2 separate regions of the Danio rerio genome follow, and region 1 is linked to region 2. A link is a contact called in public Hi-C data. All regions are on one chromosome and are shown on one strand. The core of a region is the stretch at or near the end of the contact, and the rest is flanking DNA. Distances in the headings are between cores, read along the strand shown. Region 1 holds the start of fibcd1a (fibrinogen C domain containing 1a). Region 2 holds the start of dab2ipa (DAB2 interacting protein a).

What was found. Hi-C and Micro-C count contacts between places; a contact is called where the count stands out from the background.
Region 1: a contact with region 2 is called in a Hi-C map of an unstated tissue, with 6 times the contacts expected there. The contact joins the promoter of fibcd1a here to the promoter of dab2ipa in region 2. A contact is called at or near these places in 4 of 18 Hi-C or Micro-C datasets (caudal fin, fibroblasts, hematopoietic stem cells and 1 more) and 1 of 4 datasets of contacts at active chromatin or transcription factors (caudal fin).

Annotation. Positions count from the first base shown.
Region 1 is chr8:14,414,054-14,417,310 of GRCz12tu, reverse strand. It overlaps fibcd1a (fibrinogen C domain containing 1a), which reads left to right and starts at 1,529. Exons shown (of 10, transcript XM_073910115.1): 1 at 1,529-1,605.
Region 2 is chr8:13,914,992-13,918,179 of GRCz12tu, reverse strand. It overlaps dab2ipa (DAB2 interacting protein a), which reads left to right and starts at 1,267. Exons shown (of 18, transcript XM_017357419.4): 1 at 1,267-1,852. The coding sequence starts at 1,780. phf19 (PHD finger protein 19) reads left to right here. Exons shown (of 15, transcript NM_001128526.1): 15 at 1-78.

The DNA.
Region 1 (3,257 bases), core at 280-2,779, 500 kb before region 2:
AGCTTTTACTACTTTCCAGGCAAGACATCTAATCCTTTTAAAGTGGAATCACGTCTCTCCACCTTATTTTTACGCATGGATGAAAGAAGTGTTTACTTGCATTAAATTGGAAAAGATTAGACTATTACTGGACAGCATGGTGGTGCAGTGGGTAGTACAATTGCCTTACAGCAAGAAGGTCGCTGGTTCGAGTCCCGGCTGGGTCAGTTGGCATTTTTGTGTGGAGTTTGCATGTTCTCCCTGTGTTGGCGTAGGTTTCCTCCGGGTCCTCCGGTTTCCCCCACAGTCCAAAGACATGGTATAGGTGAATTGGGTAAGCTAAATTGTCTGTAGTATATGAGTGTGAATGAATGTGTATGGATGTTTCCCAGTGATGGGTTGCACCTGGAAGGCCATCCCCTGCGTAAAACATATGCTGGATAAGTTGGCGGTTCATTCTGCTGTGGCGACCCTTGATTAATAAAGGGACTAAGCCGAAAAGAAAGAAAGAAATAGACTATCACTTACTGGTTCTTTAAAGACCTTTGACAAGGTGTGGCGCCCCTTTTTAGATTATCTGCTGGATAACTCTAACTTGATTCTTTTACTGAGCCATAACATATGAACATTTATTATTCAGTTTTTTTCTTTTGCTTTTTAATTTAAATTATTTTTTTAAATTATTAATTAAGTTTTAGTTTTTCAATGGGAAGATATAGGGAGGGTAGTGTTTATTCGGGGTAGTGTTAGCAACGACAAGGAAGGATAATTAGAAAATGAATGTTGTAATTGACATTTCATGTGAAAACTTCAAAAACTGAAATAAAAAATACTTAACTGAACTGAATTTTAATTTGTTATTAACTTCATTGAATAAAACAATTATGACTTTTGAGTGCGATCATCTACATATTATCTAGCATTAATAAATTCTTTTGCAGTTTTCATTACATTGACTTTAGCTAAAATAACTGTTGTTAACAAATGGAACTGAACTGTACATGAGTTCATGAACAAAAGGCTTATAAAAAGTCACAGAATTTGCAACGTGAAGCCAGATTAATTTCCAAGTATTTACACAAAATTAAGTATTAATTCATATGCTGTTATAAAGAACAATCTGAATATTTCTAATAGGCAGTCTAAACGTTTGATTGATAAATAATGTCATAGCGTAATCTTTCTTCCAATCAAAATGAATTGTTCACCCAAAAATTTAGGATATGCTGCTAAATTACTCACCCTCAAGCATTTAAGATGCAGGTGATTCTTTATTTTATAGATTGTAGATTTTTAGATTAAATCGTCTATAGGTCTACTTGGTGATTTATAAAATGCAAGTCAACAGCTATCAGCATCAAAGGCTAATGTTATACCACGAAATTAATACCTCAATCCTTACTAAAACACTGAAGTCTAAAGAAGTAAAATGATTGGCTTATTCATCGTATTTACAACAATATTACTTAATTTTTTAATACATTTTTAAATAAACGACCCTAATGTGCTTCTTCTTAGGATCAACAGAGGGCGCCACTTTTTTTAGTTTTTCGCCACTAATTACTAAGTTTTGGGAAGACAGCTGGAAATGCAGTAAAGTAAGCAACCACGACATCATTTTATAAGGTAAGATGTCGTTAACAACTTCCCAATGTACATTTATTCACTAGTCAAAACAAACATATTAGCAATTGCTTGGACCTCTTACCTAAACTGCCATGATTTTGATGAAAATCGTACCTGCTAATAGGAGGAAGTCACGCCATGTTTTAGAGCTCATATCTCGGTGTTTTTTTGTGTTGTTTCTAGGGTGTTTACTAACTTATTAGAGTGAGTGTTCTGTGTGGTTGCTACTTGCCAGGCGACTATTATTTTAGCTTGGATGTTATTAGACTATGGGGTTGTTATTATATTTTGTATGTTGCTGCATAAGCAGTTGCTGTGTTGTTTTGGATAGATACTGTTACTATAGTACTAGTACATATTATATTATGATAGTGTATTTATACTGTATTTACTGTATTTTAAAAATACTACAAAGTCATTTTAAAAGGTAGCATGACATTTCTTTGCAAACTTTCCATCAATAGGTCTATTAGATCAATTCCTTCATCATTAAACTGACTTAGTGAAGTAAACAGTTTAATAACAAATTTTCTTCCCACTTAATTCGTTCAGTTTTCTGTTCTGATCTGAAGTTTATAGGCAAATAGCTGAGAAAGCACCAGTCAGAGGCCTCAATTTTAAGATGTCATAATGTACTGTAGACTTTTTATTACAATATTTTACAGTATTTTGAAAATACAAAAATATGAGACACTTAAGTATTTTGATACTTCATATCAAGACATTTTCTTCAACCCTATCAAATACAAATGACAAAATACTATTTTGTATTTGAAACACTTGTATTATAAATACTGCCCATCCCTGATCACATTGATATTATAATTTGCTGTGAATATGTATTTTAGTTGATTTTGCAGTTTTTCAGTTTCAGTTTCCTTTATTTTGTCATTCAAAATGTCACAGTAGATTTTACGTTACACCACCGCCCATGAAGAACATAAAAAAGCATCAGAAAACAATAAAAAACCTAATATAATAAATACACTTTTGTAATTATATGAATATGTAAATCAATTCAATTCAATTCCTCTTTATTTCTATATCGCTTTTACAATGTAGTGTAAAAGCAGCTTGACATAGAAGTTCTAAATTGAAACTGTCTCAATCCAGTTTTCAGAGGTGAATTTCAGTTTATATATATACTATATGTAAAGTTCTTTCGCCTAAACTTGACATTGAGCATAGCCTATATATATTTGAAGGTGTCTATTATGCATCTTATTATGCTACTAAACTCTATATCTTAGTAGTTCTTAGTTGTTCAGTTTTTTTAGTGTCATCTTTTGTGTTATAGCTAATTTTGAATCTGTGTGTTCCTGTTTGGTTTGACAGCTAAAGAATCACAGTGATGTTTGGAGCAGTCAGTGTTTACTTGAGGAAAAGCGTTGTGTGTTCTAATTGAGTGTTTTGTCCCACATTGGAATTCAGCGAATGAAACTTTGTTTATTCTCACCATTCACGGTGCTATTTCAGCTTTGTCCCAAATAGTTTTTCCAGGATGTTATTTCTGTTTCGCTGCTGGTGATTTTCTGAGGTAGAAAAACCATTCAAAATTGGCCCATAATTTTTCAGTGAATTGCTTTTTAAAAGTGGCTACCTTCGTGGTCCTTTCATTCTGTCTGACCTGACAAAATAAATGAAAATCGAGC
Region 2 (3,188 bases), core at 18-2,517:
CAATGGAAAAAGCATTTGTAAAACTGAATGGAAATTGCGACTGTTTTATTAACAAAATACAATGTTTGTTGTATTGATCACCTTTTGTATGTCAGCTTGGTCACATTTCAAGAGGAGTTTTATATTTTGGTTACAAGTTTAAGAAAGTTCGAATAAAACAAACTATAGTATTTGTATACGATTAAAATGAATAAGTCTTGAATGCTTTTATGACTGTTTCTACACATCACTCTCAAAACCATATGTTCTAAACGTGTTTGCTGTGTGTAACAATGTTCAAACATGTTAAATGTGCAAACTTACATTTGTCATTATTCATTCGTTCCTGTTTCAGACCATTAAAACAGTTTGTCAGCAATAATTTAAAGCTGTCTTGTCTATCTACATTTTTTACCTGTGTTGAGATTTTTGTATTATTTGTTATCACGGTTATATATTTTAATTTTTCTCTAGGGTTTTAATGAGGACAAAATTCCATGACTTTATGCTAAAAATGTTTAAATATATGTATTAACTCATATATGCATATATTGAGGTTTAACTCGTATATTACATGAAGTGGACGCTTTTGGAAACTTATTTAATATTCACAAGAGAAGCCTTTGCTTTGTTTATATTTGTTAATATAATAGACCCCTAATTAATAATAAATGAACTAAGCCAAAAAGAAAATAAATGAATAATATAATAGCTGTTTTCAACCAATCAGTGAGCGTAATAAGTTGCTTATTTAATATTCATGAGCCACGGCTTCACGAAGACGTTGTGTTTACCTGTGGGGTGAGTAATCGAGACAAAATCTCCAAATATCAATAAAATGTGTTTTAATATAGTTTATCGTTGTGTAGAAGTTAGTAAGAACTTGTCAAATGTCCAAACTAAAGCATTCACTCGTGTTTTTATTTTCTTTTGGTAACTTATTAAATGGTCATGAAGCCTTCTCTGTTTTCATTAGTTCCTATAAAAGCTGGTTTCAACCAATCAGTGAGCACAAAGTAAGTTACATGTTTAATATTCATGAGACAGACCTTCACAAGGACGTTGTGTTTTCCTGGGAGGAAAATGATTAGGACAAAATATCCAAGTTTCGGTGAAATGTGTTTTAATACAGTTCATCTCCTGTAGAAGTTTGTAATTTGTTGAATGTACGAACTGAAGCGTCCACTCGTGTTTTTTTTCTTTTGGTAACTTATTTAATATTCATGAGACAAGCCTTCGCCGTGTTTACATTAGTTGCTATAAAAGCTGGTTTCATCCAATCAGTGAGCGTAAAATAAGTTATGTATTTAATATTCATGAGTCAGGCCTTCACGAGGACGTGTTTACCTGAGAGGAAAATGATTAAGGCAAAATCTCCAAGTTTTGGTGAAATGTGTTTTAATATAGTTTATAGTTCTGTAGAAGTTTGTAAGAATTTGTCAAATGTCCACACTGAATCGTTAACTTCTGTTTTTTTTTTTTTGTTATAAGTTCATTTTTAAAGAGAGAGAGAGTTTTGTGTTTGTCGACAGCTAAGTTGCTTTCTTCGCTAGAGAGTTTAATCCGGTAATTTAATTAAGGTATTACTGTACATTTCTCCTCGTGTCCCCTTCACTCTCAGTCACGAGCACGCGCGTCTCAATAAAACAGGTCATGTCTGCACGCGCAGAGCAGCGTCATCTGTTTTATATTATGAAAACATTCATTTTGATGACGCGTTATCTTATTTTGATACATCTATCAGGTGCACGCATGTTTATAACGTTAAACGTAGTTTCTTGAGAACTGGACACTGACAAGATGTTTGGTGGTCCTACCCCCATATCACCACATATCACCCGCTGTCAACACCAGGGATGGATGAGGGTCACCGGTGAGTAGACGAAAACAGCTTTCTGAAGTAATTGTGGTAATATTAGAAATGTTGTGTGACTTGTATGAAGAAGTATGCTTGCCTTCCTAGACACATATATGTCATTTCTTTAAAAGAAAAAATACAATAGTATGCATGCAGTAAGAATATCTTGGGGGCTAATTGTAGGGCTTTTCATTTAAGTTAGCCACTTTTAAGACAGCCTGCATTATTTGTATGTTTTTGTGCTGTACTTTATTTCATTTACACTACTTAGTCGTACATAAAGCAAATATCGTTGTATTGAAGATTACAGTCAAAAGTTTTCCCTTATGATAAATCCTTTAGTAAATTATAATATATACTGTAGTGTTTTTGAACCATATATTAGTGTAATATGCTGTATACACACATATAGTTACAACATAGTTGATGAATAATTTAGTATTTAATTTTATCGTCGACTGCTAAACTTTAACTGTAATATAATTTTTACCACAGTAAACTGCAGTATAATATCCCATGGTTGTAGAAAACTGCAGTGTTGGGTAGCTTGTTAATATTGCTTTAGTTAGTTATTTCACACCAATTATAGAATTAGCCTACCAAAGCATATCAATTCATGTTTTTTACCATAGCATGGTTCAAAATCACTATAGTAGTCGTTTACTCTAAATTACTGTAATATTTTTTTATCATTCATATTTTTACACTTAACTCAAATTAGGCCATAAAATATATGCAAAATGTCAAAATTAGAATAGAAAAATATCTACACAACAAAAATATGGTGCAAAATGGCCACAACCTGACATTTAATGAAGCAAATTTTTGTTTAACATATAACTTAATGCATTCAAATAATGCTCTTTGTTAACCCGGTAACTGAGAAGGTTATATTTTAGTTTAAAGCACATTCACAAAAACAGTTCTGATTGAAGAAAATTATGTATAGCAAATCACATGCAAAAAAAAAAAAAAAAAAATCATGGTTTTATTAATGTTTTTGCCACATTAAAACCATGATGAATTTGTCATTACCATGCTTTTACCTACAATAACAATGTTTATGTGTTTTTTTGCAGTAAAACCATGATTAATTTTTCTACAGAATGTAAATACGCATGATTGAATCATTTTCATAGTTATATAAAAGCACTTTTGAATGTTATGGCACAGTCCCACCGACATGTGCACTACAAACCTCTATTGTTTCTTGATATCCCAAGGTTGTAGAAAACTGCAGTATTAATTAGTTTGTTAATGTTGCTTTAGTTATTGTATTACCACACCGTATAAGCCTACCAAAACAGATTAATTCATTAATTCATGTACTTTAATATAGCATGGTTCAAAA